Regions from separate parts of the Ovis aries genome. Here region 2 is linked to region 1. A link is a contact called in public Hi-C data. All regions are on one chromosome and are shown on one strand. The core of a region is the stretch at or near the end of the contact, and the rest is flanking DNA. Distances in the headings are between cores, read along the strand shown. Region 1 holds the start of HAUS6 (HAUS augmin like complex subunit 6). Region 2 holds the start of RPS6 (ribosomal protein S6).

Region 1 (5,529 bases), core at 1,216-3,715:
AATTATGGATCTAGGCACTTAGCATTAATGCCTGTCAATGGTATAAACAGATATTGCATACTTTCTGATGAAGAAGCCTACACCAACCATCATCTAGTGCTACCAAAGGCATCATACATGAGTCTGGTCAATCCTCTGGAGCCAGGTGTCAATTTGAAGGGAATACAGAGGACAGGGACAGTGGGACATGTTGAACTGTATCATGAGGATGCAATCAGTGAAATCCAGACCAGGGAAAATTATTCAGGTCAAGTAGCCCTGGTTCTTCAACAGATTACTTGTAAGAAAAAGGGGAGGGGAAATGAAAAAAACTGCAATTATATTATTGAAAACAGGGATTTTCCTGGGTGTTCAGTAGCTAGGACTCCATGCTTCCTAATGCAGAGAGCCTGGGTTCTATTCCTGGTCAGGGAACTAGATCTTACATGCTGCAGCTGAGACCAGGTGCAGCCAAAGTATTAAAAATAAAAGGACTTGCAAAATTAAAAAAAAATTGTATTATTAAAAACAAACAAAAGGATACCTACATCCCAACTTTCAGTAGCCAGAACATGGAGGCAACCTAAATGTCCATTTACAGGGGAGTGGATAAAGAAGATGTAGTACATATATACAATGGAATATTACTCAGCCATAAAAAAGAACAATGTAATGCCATTTGCAGCAACATGGATGGACCTAGAGATTGTCAAGTAAGTCAGATGCAGACAAATACCATATGATATCACTTATATATGGAATCTAAAAAAAAGTACAAATGACCTTATTTACAGAACAGAAGTAGACTCACAGATGTAGAAAACAAACATAGTTACCAGGGGATAAGGGAGGGGAGGAATAAACTGGGAGATTGGGATTGAAATATACACACTATTAAGTATAAAATTTAGTGAAAAGTGACAGTGAAAGTTTGTCACTAAGTCGTGTCCGACTCTTTGCGACCTCATAGTCTGTAGCCCACAAGGCTCCTCTGTCCATGGGATTTCCCAGGCAAGAAAATGAGTGGGTTGCCATTTCCATCTCCAGGGGATCTTCTGGACCCATGGATCAAACCTGCATCTTCTGCTGGAGCCACAAGGGAAGCCCTTATATATAAAATAGGTAGTAATAAAAACCTGTTGTATAGCAGAGGGAACTCTATTCAATAATTTGTAATGGCCTATATGGACGATATTAACAGCATGTTTATATACTGAGGGGAGAACTGATGATGCAGGAGAGAGTAGAGGACAAATACTGGAGTGTGAGAAAAGGAATACAGCATATCAAATGAGCGAGAGGCTTGGTCTTAGGTAGCTACACCCTGAGACAAGGAAGACTATATGGGCATAGATATAGGCAGACTGGTAAATTGTTGATGGAGGTTCTTTTTGGGAAGCACCTATCAACTAAGAACAAAGTTCATCATTGAGAGTGAGGAGGAGGAAGATACTGGAAGATCAAGAGAGGGAAGACTATATGTATAATTGTATGGAGAGTGAGATTTGGGAAAAATAGTAGGGTGGAGAGGGCAGGCCTAAAAGTCTACTTCAGTTATCATGAATTTTGGATGACACCAGGCATCATGATTGCATTAAACTGCTAAACTTCAGGTATGGAGTAGGCAGAGAACTGATTCAATAGTGATTTGTTTTCTGCCAGATAAATCTGGCAAAGAGAAGGGGGGCTAGGGTGCTGAGAAGAGGTCAAGAAACTGAGAGGCCAGGGCATTGGAAAGGTCAATACATGGACAATGAAATCATCAAAAAATTATTACAGGAGTAACGTTGGAGAGACAGAGAATTAAATGCGAAATTTCAGAACAAGGTCCAGCAACCTGGAGATCTTATACTTGACCTCCATAAGGAAGAGTTGCGGGTGACCGCATACATTTCAAATAAGCTGGTGGTTTTAGTGAGGCAATAATGGCTAAACTGGTGATAAGAAATAAGTAGGATACCCACCCCATTTCCAGGTCTGGTTGTATTGATATACGTACGGCATGTAGAGGAGAAAGCAATCATCAATTGACAGGGCTGCAGAGGAAAGGTATATGCGTAGGGGAGAGCCAGATTTCTTAAAGTAAGGAGCTGAAAGGAACTTTAGGGTTAGGGCACTTTAGGGCATTGAAGATTTTATTAATAATAGCCCCGACGCTCAGAAATGAGGCGACATGCTCAGGGTTACACATATACTGAGAATAGCTGAGAATGCCTTTTCTACTACACTGAATAACGGCCTGTGGTTTTTATCTGACGTAGTAGGCATATACGAGCGAGAGGAAACACAGAGATCAGACAAAAAGTCAGGAAGCGCGAAGCCAAACAATGCCGTGCTGAAGCCTGCAAGCGCGAAAAAGTTCCCCAGCCCCGCAAAGCCTTCTGGGTCTTGTTGTTCCCCGCCGGTCTTGCGCGGAAAAGACCAAGGGGAGGGCGCATTGCATGGCGGGAGATATAATCCTCCCAGGGAGCCCGTCCTCCACCGCGAGCCGGGCGGCGTCTTCCGGAAGCGCGGGACGCTCGGTTTGTGGTGTCTTTGCTCTGGCCGCTGTGCGGTGCTACAGTTAGAGGTTCTATTTTCCTGAGACTTTAGAATTTCAGGCTACTTGAGGCCATTTGAGGCGAAATGGCTCCGAACGAGAGAGGTTCAAGTGTTGGCAGTGGAGGGGCCGCCGCCACCTTAGGCTGCCCTTAGGAAAGAAGCCTGAGGGGCCCTCTCAGTCCTTGGAGCCTGTGCTTTCTTCCTTTGCCGGGCCCTGCCTACGGCGAAGATGAGATCGGCCTGGGTCACTTCTTTCGAAAAGGAGCGTCTGTGGATGTACCTGCAGGCGCTCGGCTTCGAGCCTTGTCTGGCGACCATAGCCTGCGGAAATACCGTGTCACACACGCACTTCGGAGTGTAAGGAGGACTGGGCTGGCGGCGGGGGTGTCTGAGACTGGTTACGTTGGTGCAGCCCGCCCTGTTGCGGACCGGCGGGTTGATAATTAGGTAGTCGGTTACCGTGGTGCGGCGCTGGCTACAAAGCCTTTGCTCCTAGCGGCAGCTGACCTGGTGGCAGAGACTGTCCGTTATGGAACCTAGCTGGGAGCGCTTTGTAGGAAGTCGAGTCTGCAGTTGGGGCGAAACTGGAGGTGGGGGCTTAGTCCTGGTTTGGTCGTGAAGCTGGTTGGTCTGTGAAGTCAAGGGAGGGGGCGATTTGGTAACGGAGAGCCACCGCCTTCCATTGTATAGAAACGCCGTTAGGACTCAAGGGGGGCTGTTAAAGTAGTTGCTCTTTAGTTTATACTTTTTGCTTATTAGACTGAAGCATTCCACAGAATGATGCTAAAGCTGAAACTCCAGTACGTTGGCCACCTCATGCGAAGAGTTGACTCACTGGAAAAGACTGATGCAGGGCGAGGGCGGGGGGCGAGGGGGGGGATTGTGGGCAGGAGGAGAAGGGGACGACAGAGGATGAGATGGCTGGATGGCATCACGGACTCGATGGACGTGAGTTTGAGTGAACTCCAGGAGTTGGTGATGGACAGAGAGGCCTGGCGTGCTGCGATTCATGGGGTCGCAAAGAGTCGGACACGACTGAGCGACTGAACTGAACTGATGCCACAGTTAGCAAAAAACCAGTGGAGAGTGGTACTAAGGTGAAAAGTAAAGGCTCCTTCCTACTCTGCTATAAATGTTACAGTCTCATTATAAAAAGAAACTTTTTTTATATTTCTGTGTCTTAGCAACTTTACACAGTATTATCTTCCCCACTGAAGGCCAACGAAAATTTGGGATCCTGTTCTCAATCTTCTTGACATTTGTAATTATGTTATTTCCATCCTTCTTGTGACAGTATTTAAATAATGTGCTTAGTCCTCTATTTCTTGATGTATTAATCTTAAAAGTATCTCTTGATTTCCCGCTAAGTAATTTCACAGTGAAGGTAGCCTTTTCTTTATACGAAAATTAGTTACTACCCTCTTTTGCCTTCTCCCTTTTCTTGACTTTTTCAGCTGTATTAAAATTGTTTTAGTGTCAAGATTTAGAGACTCCTAACCTCTCTGTGCCTTAGTTTCCTCATCAGTAATATGGGTGTAGGGCTTCCCTGGTGGCTCAGTGGTAAAGAATCTGCCTGCCAATGTAAGATACGCTGGTTGGAACCCTGGGTGGGAAAGATCCCCTGGAGGAGGAAATGGCAACCCACTCCAGCCTTCTTGCCTGGAGAATCCCGTGGCCAGAAGAGCTGGCAGGGCTCCAGTTGGTGGGACACAAGTGAGCACCTGCTGTCAAAGGTTAGAGCTGTAATTATAATAAGTTTTGCTTGGGAACTATTTGTTTAGAAGTTACTACTATTTATATATAGAAATGCTTTGTCTAGCCTAAAAATTGACAACCAGTGGGTAGCATTTATCAAGTTATGATTCTGTATTAATAAATGTTCCATTTATGTCACATGATTTGATGCCCCAAAGTATGACAGAGAAGTTTAAATCTTGAGGCCTCCACTGAGAATGATTCCCGTTGTCAGTGTATCATCTCTATTGTTTTGGCAATCTTAGTTTTTTCTCTGCTCTGGTTTGTACAATTGCAGTCTGCTTTCTGCCTTTCAAAATTAACTAAAATCAGTCAAGTTTTGGTTCAGTGATCTTTTTTTTTTTTTTTTTACATTGTCATAGATTTCCACCCCCCACCTCCCCCACCATGTCTTTAGAGTCATCTTAGTTGGTTAGTGGAAGGGATCTACTCTTTTGAAACAGACATCCCCGTTAAAATTCTTTAAGCATGAATATGGCATCAAATTTGCTTTAAAAAAAAAATTTGATTCACTTAGTTGATTCACACACACACGCGCACACATCAGTTCACTTCAGTCCAGTCACTCAGTCATGTTTAACTCTTTGTGACCCCATGGACTGTAGCACACCAGGCTTCCCTATCCATCACCAACTCCTGGAGCTTGCTCAAACTCATGTCCATTGAGTCAGTGATGCCATCCAGCCATCTCATCCTCTCTCGTCCTCTTCTCCTCCTGCCTTCAATCTTTACCAGCATCAGGGTCAGATCTTCGTATCAGGTGGCCAGAGTATTGGAGTTTCAGCTTTAGTATCAGTCCTTTCAATGAGTATTCAGGACTGATTTCCTTTAGGATTGACTGGTTTGATCTCCATGCCATCCAAGGGACTCTCAAGAGTCTTCTCCAACACCACAGTTCAAAAGCATCAATTCTTTGCTGCTTAGCTTTCTTTATAGTCCAACTCTCACATTCATACATGACTGCTGGAAAAACCTGTAGCTTTGACTAGACGGAACTTTGTTGGCAAAATAATGTATTTGCTTTTTAATATGCACGTGTGTGCACATGCGTGCACACACACACACACACACACACACACAGAGGCTGTGCTGTGTGTATCATGCTTCATGCAGAGATCTTAGTTTCCTGGCCAGGGATTGAACTCACACCCTGTGCAGTGGGGTGCAGAGTCATAACCACTGGACCATCAGGGAAGTCCCACATTTACTTATATATGTTGGTGCAAAATTTTATGTGTTTCTAGTTTCTGTGAG
Region 2 (5,529 bases), core at 1,899-4,398, 210 kb before region 1:
TAACAAAATAACAAACCCATACATTTCTGAGGAGAATGAAAAATGAAACTGAACAGTTTAGCAGTTCTCCTAGGAGGTACAGAATTACCACACGACCCAGCAGTTCCTCCTATACCCCAAAGGACTTAACATAGGTACTCAACACACCAGCACTATTTACAATAGTCAGAAGTTGGAAACAGGACTTCTGGTGGGAAACAGGACTTCTAGCGCCACCTGGGAGGCTGAAATCCTGTTTGATCATCTGATAATGTAAAAAGTGTGCCCAAATGATGCATTTAAATTCAGCGTATGTAATTTTTGTTGTTAAGGTGAAACTGACGTAGCATAAAACCATTTTTACGTGAACAATCCAGTGGCATTTAGCACTCACGGTGTTGTGCAACCACCACCTCTTTCCTGGTGGTCCAGTGGTTAAAAGTCTGCCTGCCAACACAGGGGACATGGGTTTGATCCCTGGTCCAGGAAGATTTCATATGCTGTGGGGAAACTAAGCCCCTGCACCACAGCTACTGAGCCTACATTCTGGAGTCTGCTGGCCACAACTACTGAGCCCACAGGTCACAACTACTGAAGCCCACCTACCCTGAAGCTCAGGCTCCACAACAGGAGGAGCCACCACGTTGAGAAGCTGCGACTAGAGAGTGGCCCTCATTTGCCACAACTGGAGAAGGCACAGCAATGAAGGCCCAGTGCAGCCAAAAATAAACTTAAGAAAAAAAAGTTGGAAACTGCCCAAATGGATGAATGGATAAACAAATTGTGACCTACACGTACAAAGTGATATTATTCAACAATTAAAAGGAATGAAAAAAACAGATACACACTACAATGTGGATGAATGTAAAAAAAAATTTGAAGGCAGATACAGAGATCACATACTGTATAATTTCATTTATATGAAACAGATAGATTAAGTAAATCCATCTAGACAGTGCACAGATTGTGGCTACCAGGGGCTGGTGGAAGAGGGGAATGAGGAGCAATTGCTTAATGGATACAAGGTTTCCTTTTGGGGTGATGAAACTGTCTTGGCACCGAGAGAAGTGCTGACTGTACAAAACCATGAGTGCCAAGTGCCACTGAATTGTTCACATAAAAACAAATGGTTTTATGCTATGTCAATTTCACCTTAGCAACAAAAATTACATATACTGAATTTAAATGCATCATTTGGACACACTTTCTACATTAATGTCAGATGACCAAACAGGATTTGGGCCTCCTAGGCGGCGCTAGTGGTAAAGAACCTAACTGCCAATGAAAGAGATATAAGAGTCGTGGGTTTGATCCCTGGGTCAGGAAGATCTCCTGGAGGAGGGCATGATAATCCACTCCAGTATTTCTGCCTGGAGAACCCCATGGACAGAGGAGCCTGGTGGGCTACAGTCCACAAGGCCGCAAAGAGTCGAACACAAGTGAAGAGACTTACCACACAAATAGGATTTAGCAGAATCTTTCAACTTTGAATGTGAAGCAGGCCTAAACTCAAACCTTTGTGATACTGAAGCAGAAGATGGATGTGATAATTTTGGAAAGTAAAAATTTATTTTAAACGCAGGGTTTTTTTTCTTGAGGAAAAAATATGGAGTAAATATGTAATGGATAGTAAGTGTTCCATTCTTCAGGGTACGGTGGGTTTCAAAGTTAGATCTGGATTTTCATTCTCCCAACAATGTTCTGGAGGACTATCAAGTGCACCGTATTTTCCCCACATCTTTCTGTTCTATTAAGAGCTGAATCATTGCTGATTCAAGATTTACTGCAATACACTCAACTCATTCTTCCTCTGCTAGCTGGCTCCATACTACCACACTCTGAAAGACTAATACATATCAAAACTAGGGTTATGATCACATAATATTACTAAGCCTTACTTATTAAGTGCCATGCATTTTACTGCTTCCTGAGTATACCGTAGTGAAGTTATGAGACCTAGCCTAATTTACCATCTAGTATGCAGACAGACCATAAGCAGACCATTTATGTATTGTGATTAAACAGTACTATAAAGGAAAATAGTGCTACACTAGAGGAGAGGAATACAATTTCTGGTTGTGTGGTCAGGCAAGGCTTCTCTTAGGAAGGACATGTAAGCTGAAAGCCTTGCATGGTATTAACAAATGGCAATAGTTGAGCTTTGGACTGTGAAAAATATATGAAAGTAGGTTAAGAAGTTTGGAAAGTATTTAATTATAGTGGGAAATAAATTGCGCATCTCCAACAATGGAGTTGACAGAACTTTGCATTTTAAAAAGATCGCAGAGAAAAGGCAGAAAGCAGAGAGGCTCTTTGGGAGGCACCAGGACTTGGAGTAACTATGGTTAACTGGCTTTCAAGAAAGGCTGGCTGACAGTCCATGTCTGACGTAGGGTGCAGCATGCTTGGGGCTGGTGCATGGGGATGACCCAGAGAGATGTTGTGGGGAGGGAGGTGGGTGGGGGGGTCATGTTTGGGAACGCATGTAAGAGTTAAAGATTTTAAAATTTAAAAATAAAAAAATAAAAATATACTATTATAAAAAAAAGAAAGGCTGGCTGAATGCATCATTCTGTGATAGAACTGCAGGTGGCGCTAGTGGTAAAGAACTCGCCTGCCAATGCAGGAGACAGAAGGAACGCGGGTTCCGTCCCTGGGTCGGGAAGATCATCTGGAAGAGGGCATGGCAACCCACTCCAGTATTCTTGCCTGGAGAATCACATGGACAGAGGAGCCTGGAGGGCTTCATTCCATGGGGTCGCAAGAGTCGGACACGACCCAAGGGACTTAGCACTCATGCACGTGACAGAACGATGACTGCAAAGCGGTTAAAGGACAAGTGGATGATCAAGTATTTAAGAAAACACAAAGCACAAGTTTTCAAGACCGGAACCAGGGCAGGGCACGCTCCTAAACTGCAAAACTTCGGGACCAGAACTGCTCCCTAACCCAGAATCATACAGGAAAGAACACAGTAGAAGAACTAATCTTCCGTACTAAACCTGTGCCTTCTCGTACGCACCGCCCACCGACTCTTATCTCCCAACCGCTGATTAGCCCCACCCCGGAAGTACTGCCTACCAATACTCACTTCCACTATACCAGGCGTCTGCACATCTCGCGAGAACTGGAAGAGCCTATGTGACCTGGGCTAAGCGGAAGTTGGGTCTCTTTTTCGTGGCGCCTCGGAGGCTGTCGGCCGCTTCAGAATGAAGGTAGGACTTGGTGACGGGTGTCCGGGTAGGCTTGTGGAACGTGGAGCAAGTCCTATGATTTGTCGCTGGGCTCGAAAATCCTGGCCCTGGATGGAGAAGGGTCTGAGGCAGCAGAAGGATCGCTCTTCTGGGGCCGAAGCTCCATGGGAGAGCGGATGGCGAGCGATTGCAGCTGGAGCTACGCCGGTCTGGGAGCGCCATGGTGGCGTCTTGACCCCCAGGCAGGATAGAGGCGGCCGGGCTGACGGCACGTAGGTCAGGCTCCTTGATCTGAGAGCGTGAACGGCTATGGACAGTAATTATCCGTGGCGGCATTCCGCAAGCCTTGCAAGATGGGTCCTATTTTTAGTGCCGTGTTTGTGGCGCCTTGCACGTGTCCTTTAGTGAATGTAATCAAATTTTCTGTTAGTTGTGTGCGGGTGACAGGAAAGGCTTTTTGCTATGGGATAACTTTTCTAGTGGTTCTGCGATTTTCATGAAGTTCTTTTCCCCCTTGTCTGTAATTTTTAGCTGAACATCTCTTTCCCGGCCACTGGCTGCCAGAAGCTCATTGAAGTGGACGATGAACGAAAACTTCGTACCTTCTACGAGAAGCGTATGGCCACAGAAGTTGCTGCTGACGCCTTGGGTGAAGAATGGAAGGTAAAAGTTGAATTGTTACAAGTTGAACTGTCGCGTTGAATTGTTAGCTCTATTTAAGAGAGGTGGTAAACGCTATTGGTAATTGGTAAATGTAATGGGGTTCACACTCGGGTTGTTAGTTCCAAATGTCACTTTATAAGGTGGCGCTATCACTTGGCAGGGTTATGCTTATGTAGATCAAATGAAAAATATATCGTTCTTGACCTGCAAGCTAAAGGCCTCCAAAGGGATCTTCAAAAGTGCCAAGAAGATTGTTTCTGATTTATGGTTCCTTGATACTTTGGTTTCATAACATACTCTTTCTACCCCAGGAGTTAACAACTCTGGTAAAATAAAGGCTAGAAATATGACTTGGTTGAAAGGATTTTGCCAGTCTAACTTGGGAAACTGTTAGTATAGACAAAATTTAGTGACCAGAGGAAAGTATTTAAAATGTCAAATCGGTCCTAATGAACGGTACTAAGTAGAATTAAGGGTGTACTTAGAGGCCACAGTGCTTTGTTTTTAATGTGTCATCGTGTTCTTTTGCAGGGTTATGTGGTCCGAATCAGTGGCGGGAACGACAAGCAGGGTTTCCCCATGAAGCAGGGTGTCTTGACCCATGGCCGAGTTCGCCTGCTTCTGAGTAAGGGGCATTCCTGTTACAGACCAAGGAGGACTGGAGAGAGAAAGCGCAAATCTGTGCGGGGTTGCATTGTGGATGCCAATCTGAGTGTTCTCAATTTGGTCATCGTGAAAAAAGGTGAGCCTTTTATTCTGGAGTTTATTTTTGTCAACACTGACTTAAAGCTGATTGTCTTTGAAAGTGGACTAAGTGGCTTTGGTAATGCCTGAACAGTTTAGGGTTCTTGTTTGTAAGGAAGTTGTTGAATTAAAAACATCTGTTCACTTTTTTCTTTTAGGGGAGAAGGATATTCCCGGACTCACTGATACTACAGTGCCTCGTCGCCTGGGTCCCAAAAGAGCTAGCAGAATCCGCAAACTTTTCAATCTCTCTAAAGAAGATGATGTCCGCCAATATGTTGTGCGAAAGCCCCTAAACAAAGACGGTATGAGGGATTATGCAGTATAGAGATTTCTTAATTTCATTGGTTGTACCATTCTATATGCATGTTGGAAGCCAATCTCTGCCTACTATTTACCTAGAATATGCATTTTTAGGAAATTAGTGTGGAAAAGGGTCAAGATGATGCAATTGGAATTAATTCTCATTATAACCAGTGCCCTATAGTGTTAGAATTTTTCTTGAAAATTTGCTTTTGAGTCATTGTATGAGTTCATTCAAAGATAACATCAGTTAAGTTCATTGCTTTGGGGTTAAGAGAAAAGTCTGGGATTGTGATTGAATATGCTTTCATGCCCACACACTTGGTTTCTTAACATATCAGTGGTTTTAGTTTTTTGTTTACCAAAATTGATGCCTTTATTAACATAAGTTGCCTTAACTTCTGAATGTGGATAGCGATAGTTTTGTGAATTAGAAAACCATTCAAAATACCAGGGAACATACATATAACTTTTATGTTGAAGTACAGTTGACTTACTATAAAAATGTTTTAAGTTAATTTTGTTGTACAGCAAAGTGATTCAGATATATGTAAAATCTTTTCTGTTGATTTATCTCAGGGTATTGAATATATTCCATGTGCTATGATATGAGTAGGACTTTATTCCATGTGTAATAATTTGCATC

What was found. Hi-C and Micro-C count contacts between places; a contact is called where the count stands out from the background.
Region 2: a Hi-C map of mixed tissues shows a contact between it and region 1, with 6 times the contacts expected there. The contact joins the promoter of RPS6 here to the promoter of HAUS6 in region 1. A contact is called at or near these places in 5 of 16 Hi-C or Micro-C datasets (blood, mixed tissues, omental adipose tissue and 1 more).

The regions. Positions count from the first base shown.
Region 1 is chr2:87,684,192-87,689,720 of ARS-UI_Ramb_v3.0, reverse strand. HAUS6 (HAUS augmin like complex subunit 6) reads left to right here and starts at 2,465. Exons shown (of 17, transcript XM_012126676.5): 1 at 2,465-2,877. The coding sequence starts at 2,750.
Region 2 is chr2:87,897,955-87,903,483 of ARS-UI_Ramb_v3.0, reverse strand. RPS6 (ribosomal protein S6) reads left to right here and starts at 3,148. Exons shown (of 6, transcript XM_004004394.6): 1 at 3,148-3,194; 2 at 3,705-3,836; 3 at 4,368-4,578; 4 at 4,739-4,885. The coding sequence starts at 3,189.